2 separate regions of the Zea mays genome follow, and region 2 is linked to region 1. Evidence: chromatin contacts called from public Hi-C data. All regions are on one chromosome and are shown on one strand. The core of a region is the stretch at or near the end of the contact, and the rest is flanking DNA. Distances in the headings are between cores, read along the strand shown.

What was found. A called contact is a pair of places that touch in the nucleus more often than the background predicts.
Region 2: a contact with region 1 is called in a Hi-C map of leaf, with 5 times the contacts expected there. The contact joins the promoter of LOC100281562 here to the enhancer-like site in region 1. A contact is called at or near these places in 3 of 25 Hi-C or Micro-C datasets (bundle sheath, endosperm and leaf).

The regions. Positions count from the first base shown.
Region 1 is chr7:108,477,881-108,485,023 of Zm-B73-REFERENCE-NAM-5.0, reverse strand. No RefSeq gene overlaps it. Among protein-coding and RNA genes, the nearest start is that of LOC103634081, 20 kb to the left of the region's middle. Within about 2 kb of position 1,658, at least 15 of the 20 cell types and tissues checked have an H3K27ac peak or open chromatin away from gene starts, as enhancers often do. A contact at or near this core is called in bundle sheath, endosperm and leaf, where this site is marked.
Region 2 is chr7:108,551,674-108,558,266 of Zm-B73-REFERENCE-NAM-5.0, reverse strand. It overlaps LOC100281562 (ubiquitin-protein ligase), which reads right to left and starts at 2,697. Exons shown (of 1, transcript NM_001154481.2): 1 at 182-2,697. The coding sequence starts at 2,616. The coding sequence ends at 520.

The sequences.
Region 1 (7,143 bases), core at 409-2,908:
TATCTTCGAAGAACGAAGACGCTTAATACTTAATATTTGTGTTGCCTTGTTTTTTATTCACAGTTATTGAGAACAAGTAACCAACAGTAACCATCTTTGGTTCAAAGACCAAGAAATGTACTTAATTGCTTTTATACCACTGTATCGATGTACATATGCATAAAGAGAGCACACCTTATATTGTGGGACAAGAATAAAAAGTGGTTACGCCTTATATCCTGGGACGGAGAGGCCGCCTCCAATTCCTCCCTCTGTAGGATTGTAGCGTTAGCACGGACTATATGTTAGTATATATAAATCACCAGTTTCTATGGTTCTGCACCATATTTCTATCGTCGTTGTGGGTCACCCTTCCTTTCTGCTTTATGCAAAAATAAGGTAAAATTATGCACAAGTGATGGTTCAAACATTCGTTGTTGGCTTCGTATTCACACTCACTTAATCAACAGAACACACATATTTTTGTATTTTATTAAAATGAAGTCTATCTATGTAACATATAAAAACCGTATTAGTGCACGGGTCTGACTATTACACTATATAACAAGCGGTGATTTGTCTTCTTTTCCAAATTTTCACACACATTTTAGACCCGAGGACTGGCTTGCTACTCCTACGCTCTATTGAAAGTAAGGCCCCGTCTGGTTCCAACAAATTTTGAGCACGTCAGGGAGGTGACACTTAAGCCAAAGCAAAATCCACTCTCCGTCCTCGATAATAGGAGATATTGGAGAGTTAGCACAATTTCCAATGTAAAAATATATAGATCCAAACACCATGATTAGTAAGAATCTCTTGAGAGTATCTAGATTCTTAGGGTATATTTGAGTGGGAGGGCTTCACTTTAAGAAATTTAGCTTTGGTTTTTGGGCTTCACTCTATATGATTGGTTGCCAGATACTACCCGTCCAGGCTCGTGTCATGCGTTGATCGGGTGCGAGCGGGTATTTGGTTGCTGTGCCCCACGTCCACCGGACTGCACACGCGCATGCACTTTAGTGCTTTTTTACTGTTCAGCCTGCATGCGTGGAGAAGCTGAAAATGGACTTCGCTGGGGACCAGGCCCGCACTAGCCAGGCGCGCGACAGACCGGCAACCAATCAGGCCGTATAAAACAACTTCAACAAATTGTTGAGGTGAGTTTGAAGAGTGTTTGGCTTGCACATGAACTCTAGCTTCTGTAGTACAATAGATTTGTGTGAGTTTTCTAGGTTACCTTTGATGATTAGTGGGCTGTCACGAGAGAACCGAGGTGGTATGTTTTTGTGTAACTGGTGCCATGGTGGGTAATTTTTGTGTAACTTAATGATGAGTATGAAAATAGTGTTTGTGGAGCATCCCTTGAGGAGCTTCATGAATTTTATGAAAGTGACATTTAGTTTTTTTTGAAGTTAGAGCTAGTAGAGCTAGACCTGATTGGATGAAAGAAGCTAGAATAAACCCAAAACTCTTGAAGTAAAGTCTTTCCAAACAGGTGCTTATAATTTGGATGATTAATGTGATTTTCAATTTGTTAGTACGTTCAGCTGAGGCTTCGCATCATCTGTGGAGTACGTGTACGCGACAAGTGACGCGGGCGCAGTGTAAAGTCCGCGCAGAGCGATGGTGAGAGCTTTTGTTCCGGCTCGTGTGGTCCACGGCGCTCGGGTGTGTTGGCGAGACGCGCACGTCGGCCGTAGCGTAGCGGCCGGCTGCGCCGGCACGCGCAGCAGCACGGCGGCTTTTGCACGCCTCGCGTGTGCACTGGATCCAACGGGTTCGGAGCTGGCTGCCGCCGGCGCCGCCTGCCTGTCTTTGAGCAGGCGGGGGCGGGCAGGTCTCCGTCGCTCTCAGGTCTCCATTCTACTAGCCGCCCGACGGGTCTCTCGTTGCGATCTGCGAATCGCCCGCCTACTGCCTTGGGTGTCCTGGTGGATTGCTGCCGTTGCAAGCTGTTTGCTAACACGCAGAAACTTTTCCCATGGTGTACATATTTCAACAGAAAAGTAAAAACAGCCTCGCTCTCTTGTCACGCGGGGTGCGCTGGATTTTGGTGTAGAATTCCAACAGCGCCTGCTGGGCTGGCGTCGGTCGCGCATTATTTCGAACGGGCATGGTGGGGGGTGAGTTGTTCATTGACAGGCGATACTCCATGCTTGGAACATCCTACTCTTTGGGACCAAGTCTCTCCTCTTTTTTTAGTCGCCGGTACCATTGATTTGCAGCGGCGCCGCTTTTCAGCTGTCTTTTTTCATTGCCATGTTTGGAACATCCTGTTCTTCTTTTAGTAAGGACAATTAGATTAGAGGGAAAAAAAAGAGTACACAAAGTTTTAGGATACCCGATCACAAAGAGCGTGTATATATGCTTCCCGAATTATACACTACGTCAAAAACGTTTAAAGAGGATGTGAGCGTCTATGACATTTGTTAAAAACACGTCACTAAAGAGGATGTGAGCGTCTATGACACGGGTTAAAAACACGTCATAGTGATGTCCTTTTTAAAAACGTGTCACTGATAACTGTGCACATATGTCATCTATTATAAAAATGTGCCACTAGCAAAATATGGCAATGATTCACTAACATCTTTTATTTGAAGTGTCTATTTAGTGACATGTATTTAAATATACGTTACTAATACATATACATTAGTGACGTGTAAATATAAATGCGTCACTGGCTTTAGACATCATATGTATTTAGTGACGTGTATTTAAATACAAGTCACTAATATACATACATTAGTGACGTGTATATATAAACACATCACTGGCTTTAGACATTATATATGTTTAGTGACGTGTATTTAAATATATGTCACTAATACATATAAATTTGTGACGTGTATATATAAACGCGTCACTGACTTCATATGTCATATCTGTTTAGTGACATGTATTTAAATACACGTCACTAATACATATAAATTAGTGACGTGTGTATATAAACGTGTCACTGGCTTTAGATGTCATATCTGTTTAGTGACATGTATTTACATAACGTCACTAATACATATACATCAGTGACGTGTATATATAAACGCGTCACTGGTTTCAACCTTGGCGGCGCAATTAAAATTCGATTTTTTTCAAATGACCTTAGATGAAAAAACACCAAAATAAAAGTTGTAGATCTTGAAAGGTTATGAAACTTTGTTGTTGACAACATTTGAATTTGAAATCATCTTGTCATAAAAAATATGTTTGAAGTTTTTAAATTTAAAATCAAATTTTGTAAACGATCTCGGATGATGAATCTGTTGGGGGCATTCGTCTTTTGAAGGTCCTCAAAAACATGTTTAACCATTGGTTGCCAAGTATTGCAGGAGCTTCGGCACCAGAACACTTTCGCTGCAGTACATTGGAGGAGGGACGAAGCTAGCTTCGTCACATCAACACAGGGAGACAATGCAAGGAGAAGGAGTCATCCTAAATGCTGAAAGCAAAAGACAATGTTGTCCTTGTATTATTTGTAAATCTTGTGTGTAATCCTTGTGGGTGTAAATGTAATTTCGTACGAAGTTGTACGACTCTCTATAAATAGACGAATAGTGCCCTACATAAAGTACCTTTTGAAGGGCGAGACAATTGCTATGTGTAATCTTTTCTCTAAAGCACCTCGCTCTAATCCATTTTGTAGAGTCGAAGGTATGATTATAAATTAATTATACAAAATAAGATAAATATGATATTAGTACATCTGAGACAGATAGTTATGTGAAAATTCTTTTACATTTTTTACTTCTTTATGCAATTAAGTTATGACTGGTCCGATTAAGTCTCAACCTTCGTCTTTGAAGGAGTTGTTCTGAATGGATAACTGCTTAAAGACGAAGGTTGATTATCTTTTTTTAACAATGTGTTGCCTTGTTTTTGATTGTATATAACAATTGGAAACAAGTGACCAATATTGGCGCCCACCTCCAGTGAACTCATCAACGACCACCTTCGTCATGCCACCTTAGAAGACAACAGCACCAGGGGCTGTTCTTGCTCCTCTGGATACCAATCAGGACGAAATCCTCCTAAGAGAGGCCCGAAGCTAGAAAAGAAAGGCTGCTAGCCCAACCCCACAAGATGAGGAGCTGGATCAAGAGATCAACAACCTGGAAGCCATACACCAACAAGTGGAGAAAACAAGGAGAAGATGCTTCGGTTGTCTGAGCTACAAAAGAAGATCAACAAAGCAACTGATAAAATGCGACACATCGCACAAGATACTGAACAAGGGTATCGACCACAACAAAGAGACCTTCGTCACGAAGGCCCCAACCATGGAGATATGTGGTATGAAGATTTTAACCATGACAATATTGCTTTTGATGATGCTTCTCCTCTAGCTACAGAGCTGCATGCAGTGCCATGACCACCTTTGTACAAGCCACCCCAGTTAACCATGTACGATGTCCATTCTGACCGAAGCAATTTCTCATGAGCTACGAAGCCACCATATCATCCTATGGTGGCAATACGACTATCATGGCCGAATCCTTCGTCATGTCGGTCAGGAGTGTTGCCCAAACTTGGTACTCCTCTTTCAGGGCAGGAACAATTACATCTTGGTAGAAACTGAAGGACATGTTGATCACAAGTTTTCTGAGGTTTCAGACGAAGCCGGTAACTGCTGAGGCCTTGTTCCAGTGCACACAAGATCATGTGGAATATTTACAGGCTTACATCCGAAGATTTTTGCGGCTCAGAACCCAGACACCAATGGTGCCAAATGAAATTGTCATTGAAGCAATGATCAAGGGGCTCCGGCCAGGTCCAACAGCACAATATTTTGCTAGGAAACCCCTCAAACTCTAAAGAACCTTCTCCAAAAAATGGACGAGTATATCAGGGTCGATAATGATTTTCGGCAAAGAAGAGAGTAAGCTTACATATATTCTGAGATGACAAGGGGCTTCGGTGGAAGGTTTCATCCAAGACATGTTAGAACAATCCACAACCCAGGCCAAAGTGAAGACAAGAACAACCAAAATCAAGGGTAACAGAGTAACTCCCAATCAATAGGGACGCACCAGAATTCCTTCAGACCACCAGCCCCAAGAGGCAGAGGAGGACGAAGCTTCGGAGGAAGATACAACTCTCAACCAAGAACATTATTCTTCCTATTATGTGGAGAAGATAAGGGACACACAACACGGACTTGACAAGTCACAATACAAAAGCAGAAGGAAATAGTTGAGGCTGAAGCACGGCAGAATCAGCCGAATCAAGTTCTTCATACTGCTTCGTACTATTCTCCATACATCCTAGAGTACGTACGCAACCAACAGCAACTTCCACAATCTACAGCTTCAGTTGCCTCAGTAAGTCACTCTCCGGCTAGGTGGGCCTTACCTCAACCACCTGCATCAGTTCCAAGTTCGTCTTACAATCAGCAGCCTCAGGGGCAATATCAGGATCAACAACATCGTGATGCAAGGGAAGAATCCAAAGCTCAAACAATTAACAACACTGTTCCAGAATCCGAACATATCTACTGAAGCACCAGAGGGACTGTGTCAAAAATCTGAAGCATATCTATTGTATTTTTTGTTTCTTTTGCTTTACATTTTGCCTCAAAAACACTTTAATAAGGTACATCCTTCAACACTTTGTAATAAATCTAAGGTTACACCATCGAGTGTAACAAAAGTGCCGAACATGCTCCAAAGTCGGGGATGCAGAGCTAAAATACCACCTAGTAAAGGTGAAGAAGCTCCAAAGTCGTTCCTAAAGAGATACAGAGCTAAAATACCACCTAATAAAGGTGAAGAAGCTCCAAAGTCGTTCCTAAGGGGATACAAAGCTAAAATACCACCTACTAAAGGTGAAGAGACTCCAAAGTCGTTCATAAGGGGATGCAGAGTCTTATTGTAATATTTTTTCTATCATCATATTAACCCAAGCATCATTGCATCATATCATCACATCATTTTGCATCATACCATCATGCATCATCTTGCATTAACCGTGAAGAGAAAAGAAGGGGAATCGCTCCTTGGTCTGCAGATGTGGCTTGGCTACAATGCTAAATACGTGTTTCTTGAGAAATCATGGACTAAAAACAGGAGGACAAAGAAAGGGAAAAATGCTACATGTTCAGTAGTCATTGTCACCAACAGGACAAAGAAGGGGCTAATGCTTTGACTCCGGTAACAGATATTTTATGACATTATAAGGTCTTCGGCTGAAAAGGGCTTTTCTTTACGAAGCGTGAAAAGAAAGGAAGGTGTTTTTTTGCCTTCGGCTCAAAAACGGTATGTACATTTATTTCACGTTGCATAAAGAAAAATAGTATACATCGCAATGATATAGAACACAATTGTTTTTACATAGAGCACACAAACTTTAGAATGTTTGTACATATTTTTCAAACATACATTTGGCAAAGTCTTTACAACAATTTAATCGTCTTCCTTCAGAAATTTCTCCGCAACTTCGTTTAGTAGTTTGTCGACGGCTTCGTCTATTGCTGCGTTTACCACCTTAAATTCATCAAGGATTCCCTTTAGCGATAGATCTGCTTTGGGGTCATATGGTTCGGGTGGTGGAAAATGTTCCGCTACTTAAAGAGACTGTTTAGTGGCCAAATGACGAAGGTAAGAAATAATGAGGACACAAATTAAAAGTAAAAACACATACCTATGCGTCGTTCAAGCTCCACAACTTCTTCAGCTTTCCTAGCTTCTTCTTTAGCGTGATGAGCGTGAGGTAAACGTAAGAGTAAGAATAAACGCAGACAGTAAGTCGCAAATGCGAAAAGTAAGGGTTCAGAATTTGAAATGACCTCTTCTTATTCCCGTCTGATAGCTTCATCTGCTATCTCCCTCCCACCATTGAGCCAAACTTCAGAATACAATTTCCCTCCTAGACTAATAGCTTAGCCAGAAGGTTCTTTTACATCTTCGGCTGCCACTACAAAATCCGGTTGAATTACAATCTTCGCATGTTCGCAGCCAACTTTCTCAAGCAGTGACACTGCTCCACGGGCCCCTACGCAGGCGCAGTAATCATGTAATACCCACTTTATAAGAAAAGACTAAAAAAGAAATTATAGTACTTTATATCTATATGTGTTATCAATGTTTATCATCACATGTGAACACCATATTCAAACAACAAATAAATAATAAAAAGATATACCATTAAATCATGCATCATGCTGGAATT
Region 2 (6,593 bases), core at 1,448-3,947, 72 kb before region 1:
CCGTGTCAATAATAATAATAATAAGTAAAATCTGAGTACAAAAGGTTGCTATAGTCTAGTAAGCTAAACATGAAAGGTTAGTAAATTTTGGTAGCAAGCCAAAATAACAGAAAAAAAAATGATGATCTGTTAAGTTTAAATTTGACATGCTTTGAAAACGAACCAAGCATGGCCGGGCGGTGAGCTGTTGTTTTATTTTTAACTCAAATCCCCTCATTACTAACACAAACCAAAACATTTCACTGGTATGTACACACGAAAGCGTTGCAAACAGTAATCCCATGCTGTCACACTTTCATTATCTGCTATAAGTCTCAAGCTCGCAAACATATTTATCTATACTCTCGCGTCTGTGTGTGTGTCTGTGACTACAGCAGTCTTCAAAACGGAAGCAGCAAAAATCGTTCTCAGCTCTTCTAAAACACGAGCTGAGAACAGAAAACAAGAAATGGTCTCAAATGGCACACCGTAAAGATCTACACCTATTTACTGTACTTACGGCAGGTCCGGAATCTGCGGCTATAGCACGCGAACGACACGCTCGCCGGGCACCTCCGACGTCGGCTGCTGGCCGTCCATCTCGTAATGGCGGTGGATCAGGTTGAGCAGCGCCCTGGCCCGCTTGCACGTCTGCGGGCTGCCGTCGGCCACCAGCGTGTACAGCGACGACATCAGCCCCGGCATCCTCCCCAGCAGGGCCACCACCTTGTCCCCACCGTGCCGGCACAGCGAGACCAGCAGGGCCACGCAGTGGTCCTTCCCCGACCGGGACGCCGAAGTGGCGAGCGCCTCGACGACGCGGGCGACCAGGCCCGGCCGCGCCAGCACGGCCTGCGCGCCCGCCGGCTGCTCCGCGAGCCTCGCCAGCAGCGTCACGGCGTCGCTGGCGAGGTCGTCCCGGTCGCCGGACAGGAGGCCCGCGAGAGCCGACACGGCGCCAGCCCCGACGGCCTTGCCGTGGTTGCTCGCGCACTGGAGCAGACCGTAGAGGCTGACCATGGCGTTCTTGCGCCCGCGGTGCGCTCCATCGCGGATCAGCTGCACCAGAGTCGGGATGGCCTCCGGGATGCGCCCAATCTCCTCGGCGTGCTCCGCGTTCGACGACAGGTAGAACAGGACGGCCGCCGCGTTCTGCCGCGCCTCCGCCCTGGCGCCCACGTTAATCACGTCCACCACGAGCCCCACGCCGCCGGCCTCGAAGAGCGCCGCCCGGCCCCGCGGGTGCTTCGACAGGTTCAGGAGTGACGCCACCGCATTGTCCTGCACGGACGCGTCCGTCGAGGACAGGAGGCACAGCAGCCACGGCACGGCGTTGGCCTCCACGAGGCACGCGCGGTAGAACATGTTGTGCTTGCACAGCTTGCGGGCCTCGCAAGTCGCCTTCCTGCGCTCCGCCGTCGAGCCCATCGAGAGCTGGGCCACGACGTAGGCGACGGCGAGGCGGGCCGCGCCCGCGGCGGCCGGCCCGAATGGCACGGCTGTGTTGCCGAGCGCGCCGTGACGGTGCCCTGAGCTGCTTGGGTCCGGAAGCGAGACGCCGTTGCTGAGCAGCATCCGCTCGATGATCCCGCGCAGCGCGGCGTTCGGCACGACGTCGGCGGTGCGGAGCCGCTCGCCGGTGACCGGGCACGTGTGGCATCCGGCCTTGATCCACCGGGTGATGGACTCGCGGTCGTACGTCTGCCCAGTAGACACAGTCACGGGGTCCGTCATGAGGTCCAGCGCGATCGGGCACTGCAACATCTCCGGTCTGAGCCAGTCCGGGCACCTCGCCGGCCGTGACGCCGCGTCCGCTTTTGGATTCGCGTCGGTCTGGTCGAACAGCACGACACGGCAGTACACCAGGATTGCCATTAAGCTGTTGATGAGCACCGCGTCGCTGCTGCTGTCGCCGCCTGCGCCGTCCAACCGCGTGCGCAGCTCGTCCTCCAGGAAGGCAATCTCCTCGGAGCACTCGGTCCAGCTTCTAACCCCGATGTGCTCTAGCACCCGCCTCGCGTCCTCGGCGTCCGGCGAGACGCCGCTCTTGAACTGCTCCAGTATCGACCGCACGCTCCTCGCCGCGCGCTCGTCACTGGCGTCCGGACGCACGGCCACGCGCCACGCATGCTCCGACATGAGCCGCGCGAGCTCCCCGGCCTCCACGGACGCGTCCACGACGTCCTTCGGCAGCGCGTCCATGGCCGCAGCGACGGACCCGAGAATCACCCTGAGCTCAGACGCGGCCAATCCGGCGTTCACGAGCACCCACAGCCGCGCGCCCCGTCGCGCGCAGTCCGTGAGGAGTAACCGCAGCTTCTGCATGGCCACGTGCAGCTCCGTGAGCCCCAGCACCGCCGATGATGGCAGAGGTGCCGTCTTCGTCACTGACACGTCTTGGACCTCCTCCAGAAACGCGAGGAGGAGGCCTGCAATCCGCACTGCCTGCCGTAAGCCGCGCCGGAGAACAGGGAAGGCGCCGGCGTCGGCGCCGAGCCCTTGGCTCGCCAAGTCGGCCGCAAGTGCGAGAAGCGAGCTGAACAGAGGCGCCGGCGCGATGCTCTCGCATGGGTAGACTGCCATGAGGGATAGCAGCCGGCGGCGCTTCGGTTCGCCCGTTGGTGGAGGCGGCGGCATTGGCGGTGACGCTGGTAATCGTAACGGGAAGAAGGGGGCACATTAAACGGTTAAAGTAGGAAGAGAAGTTTAGAGGTAGCCGTAATTCGTAGCGCTAGAGCCGATATTTATAGAGGAGGTGGCACACGTGTTGCGAGGCAAAGGCAGAGGCTTGGGATCATGCCACGTGGATGTGCTGACACGTGTTAGGCGATAGTCAGGCGGTTCCTGCGATGGCGGCGGAAGTTGTTGGGATAAGACTGGAACAGCACCAACCGCTCCTGCATATAGGGATGGATTTCGGTCGGATACGGATGGAAACGAATCCGGATAGCACTATTTACCATATTTTAACTCGAATACGAATACGAATACGAATGTTATCGAATACGAATACAAAATGGATATCTCGAATACGGATTCACACCCGGATGTTTATATAGTTAAATCCATTACAAACATCATATAATTCAATCATAACAAAGAAAATATTTGTTATGAGTTCATCAACAACCAAGGCAAACTAAAATCAAAGTACTACATATACTCTCTGATCAATACAAACATAAATCATGAGTGATAAATGCTTCATACTTCATACCGTAACTAACTAACTACCATGTTAAAATGAGATAAAGTTAAATAGCAGCAACCACTGATGTAAAGTCCCACATTAAAGTACATCTCATTCACGATGGATACAAAAGCAACCACTTGTAAATTATAATTCTATTTGGCTGCTAGTTTTACCACACACTACTGTATTTTTCTCTCACGATGAATACAGCACCAGCCGCAGTAGCACTGCCCCAAAATAAGCAGCAGGTGAATCAAAATTGAAAAACACAATTCTAGCATTGGAAACACTATAGAAGGCACTCAACATGTGGGAGAACAGCAAGTTCCAGCTCCAAGCAGTCAAGCACATCTCACTCTCACCTAAAGAAATGATGAGAATTTTCAACAATATGTTCTGCAATATTTTTTATACTAGATAAAAAATATTATACTAGCAAAGTGGAAATATTTATCTAATGAAAACACTCAAAAAGTATTAGGACTCACCTAAAGAAAGAACAACCCTATCTTTCTTCTAGATCAACAAGGTTGTCACCATCAACAATGCTTTCAGCAGCATCAGTAGCACCTACAACACACATGATGATGTGTATAAAAAAATTGTGCAACTAAACTAACAGCATGAAGTATAGCTAAATAGTTATTATATTGTACCTCCATCTTCCTGGAGTGTAGCATTAACACCAGAACCAGCTAAGTCATCAACGTTTGAGAATAAATCTTTTGGGTCTGAAATAAATATACAAGAATCGCATGGGGATATCATCAGAGAGTAATGCATGCAATGGGAAAACCAGCATGCAGTAGTGACAAATGTGGCACTGAAAATACCTTTGTTTGAAGCCCTAATCCAATCTTTGGTGCAAATAAGTGCCTCAACCACCTGAGGGTCCAAACGGCTACGATACTTGTTAACAACTCTTCCTCCAGCACTGAATGCAGATTCAGATGCTACTGTTGATGCTGGAATAGCCAAAACGTCCCTTGCCATTTGAGAAAGGTTTGGATACTTTGTGCCATGTGCCTTCCACCAACTCAATATGTCAAAGTGGTCACTATCTTTCCAACTAAGCAATGGTTCTTTGCTATATTGCTCTAGCTCAGTTTGATCTTGGCCCAATTCCATGTTGTCCCTTAGAAATGAATTTAGTCTTTTTCTCCTTGGCTCCTCATTTAAATCCATAAAGAAATGAGAAGTTCTACTATTTCTAACAGTTCTACCTTCAGTTTGTTGGACACAGTTGGTTGTAGAAGAACCATATGTAGTGGCATAAGAATCATAAATCTTTTGAAGAACCTTTTTGAATTCATATGTGTCATCAAATCCATAATCTTCTGACATCTCAGAATAATAAAATTCGACCACTTTCATCTTGTACCGAGGATCTAAGAAGCATGCAACAGCTAGAGCAGTATTGCTCATCTCCCAATACTTGTCAAATTTTTCCTTCATTGATTTTGCCATAGAAGCAACAAAACTATCATTGCTTTTTAGCCAGTCAATAATCTTGAGGTTAATTTCACAAAATTCTAAAAAGAATAAGTTTGCTGTTGGATAATGAGACCCTGAGAGGAGTTTAGTGGCTTCATAAAATATCTCCAAACAGTTGCACAATGCAGCAGCATTGTCCCATTCTTCTCTTGTAGGAGCATGTGAACCATATTTATCAGGAAAGAGTAGAACAAGTCTTTGGAACACTTTTTTGAAGTGAAGAGCGTCTGCTAACATTAAGTAGGTTGAATTCCATCTAGTGGACACATCTAAAGAAAGGCCCCTTTCTGTTACACCTAGGTCAGCAGCTTGCTTTAAAAATGTCTCTTCTTGCAATGGTGAGCTCTTAACAATAACGACCAATGCACGGATGTTTGCAATAACAGCTAAAATTGTGCTCACACCATCTCGAGCAATGAGGTTAATAATATGAGCTGCACATCGCACATGAAAGAACTTGCCACCACAATGTATAGAGCCTTGATTCTTAAGAGTTGAAATGATAGTGTCCACGCAAACATCATTTGAAGATGCATTATCTAATGTCAATGCAAACAATTTTTCATCTAGATTCCATGAGGCCATATTTTGCATAAATGCAGCACTCAAATTAGCTCCTGTATGCCTTCCTTCAAGATGCATAAAGTTTATAATTCTTTTATGTAGCTTCCATTCACCATCAATAAAATGACAAGTCACACATAGATACCCCTTATTCTGGTTAGAAGTCCATACATCCATGGTGCAACTAAATCGACATTTAAGAGTGGCAAAGTAATCGTACAACATTTTCTTCTCATCATAAAATATATCCATTATCTTTGTCCTGCTGCCCTTGCGACCCTTTATTGGGAAATTTGGACACAAAGACCTTATAAAATCATTTGTATACTCATGTTCACAGTAGCTTATGGGATACTCATGCATGATAATTGAAAGATAGTATTTCCTAATACTAGCAGCCTCATCAAACTTCCAAGTTATTTTTTTACTGCTAGATTTTTCACTGCCTTCATCATGAAATGAGTAGTAATGATTCCATAGGCGTGTGGTACCTTGGTTGCTTGGCGCGGAAAGAACATCATCACAATATATGCATGCTGCCATTGGCTTCTTGATAACCATGTCATCCTCCTTTTCTTCAACAAGAATTTCATTGAAATGATTCCAGATTTTTGAAGTCTTCCTCTTTGAGCGCCTGACTTTGGTGGATGAATTTTTTCCAGTTGGGACTCATTTTCAATCTGAACAGCAGCTGCGGCACTTTCATGCATAACCCTCTCAATTGCATTCACATTGGTGTTGTCATTTGTGTCATCCTCATTTGCAGATGGCATCGACTTCTGTAGGAACATAACTGATTTTAAAAATGATGCAAAAGTTTATAGATGAATTTTTTTATAAAGTAGACAATATGAATGTACCTCCTTATTTCTTGATGACCTTGTGTTTCTTGAAACCATAGCTACTGATATAGTTCACTTGTTCTTCTAATTCTGTAGTCAAAATGTTACATATTAGAGACAAACCAGATCAAATCAAATATTATAGCTATTTCTTTTCCAATAAAATGCTCTATTGAAACACGGAAATACTAAATAAAAGTGCTCCAATAGCAGCTAGGTTCGAACAAAACATTTTCAGACCAATTTGGCCATAGTATGTCCATGCGTGGTAACACAAAAATATTGAGAAAAAAAACTTGAGATCTGCACTAAATGTAACATTTTTACATGCATAACTAGATCTGCACTAAATATTGTACGTCATTGCAAGATTAGAAATTAGAAAATTAGAAAACAATCACCTTGAGTTGGGATTTGGGAAGGGGTTGTACTGGGAACAATGGATAGTCCTTTGTCCTTGTTCGTGGGGTACAGATTAGAAAGGGGAAGGAGGCTGTCTAAGAGCAGCAATCCAACACAGC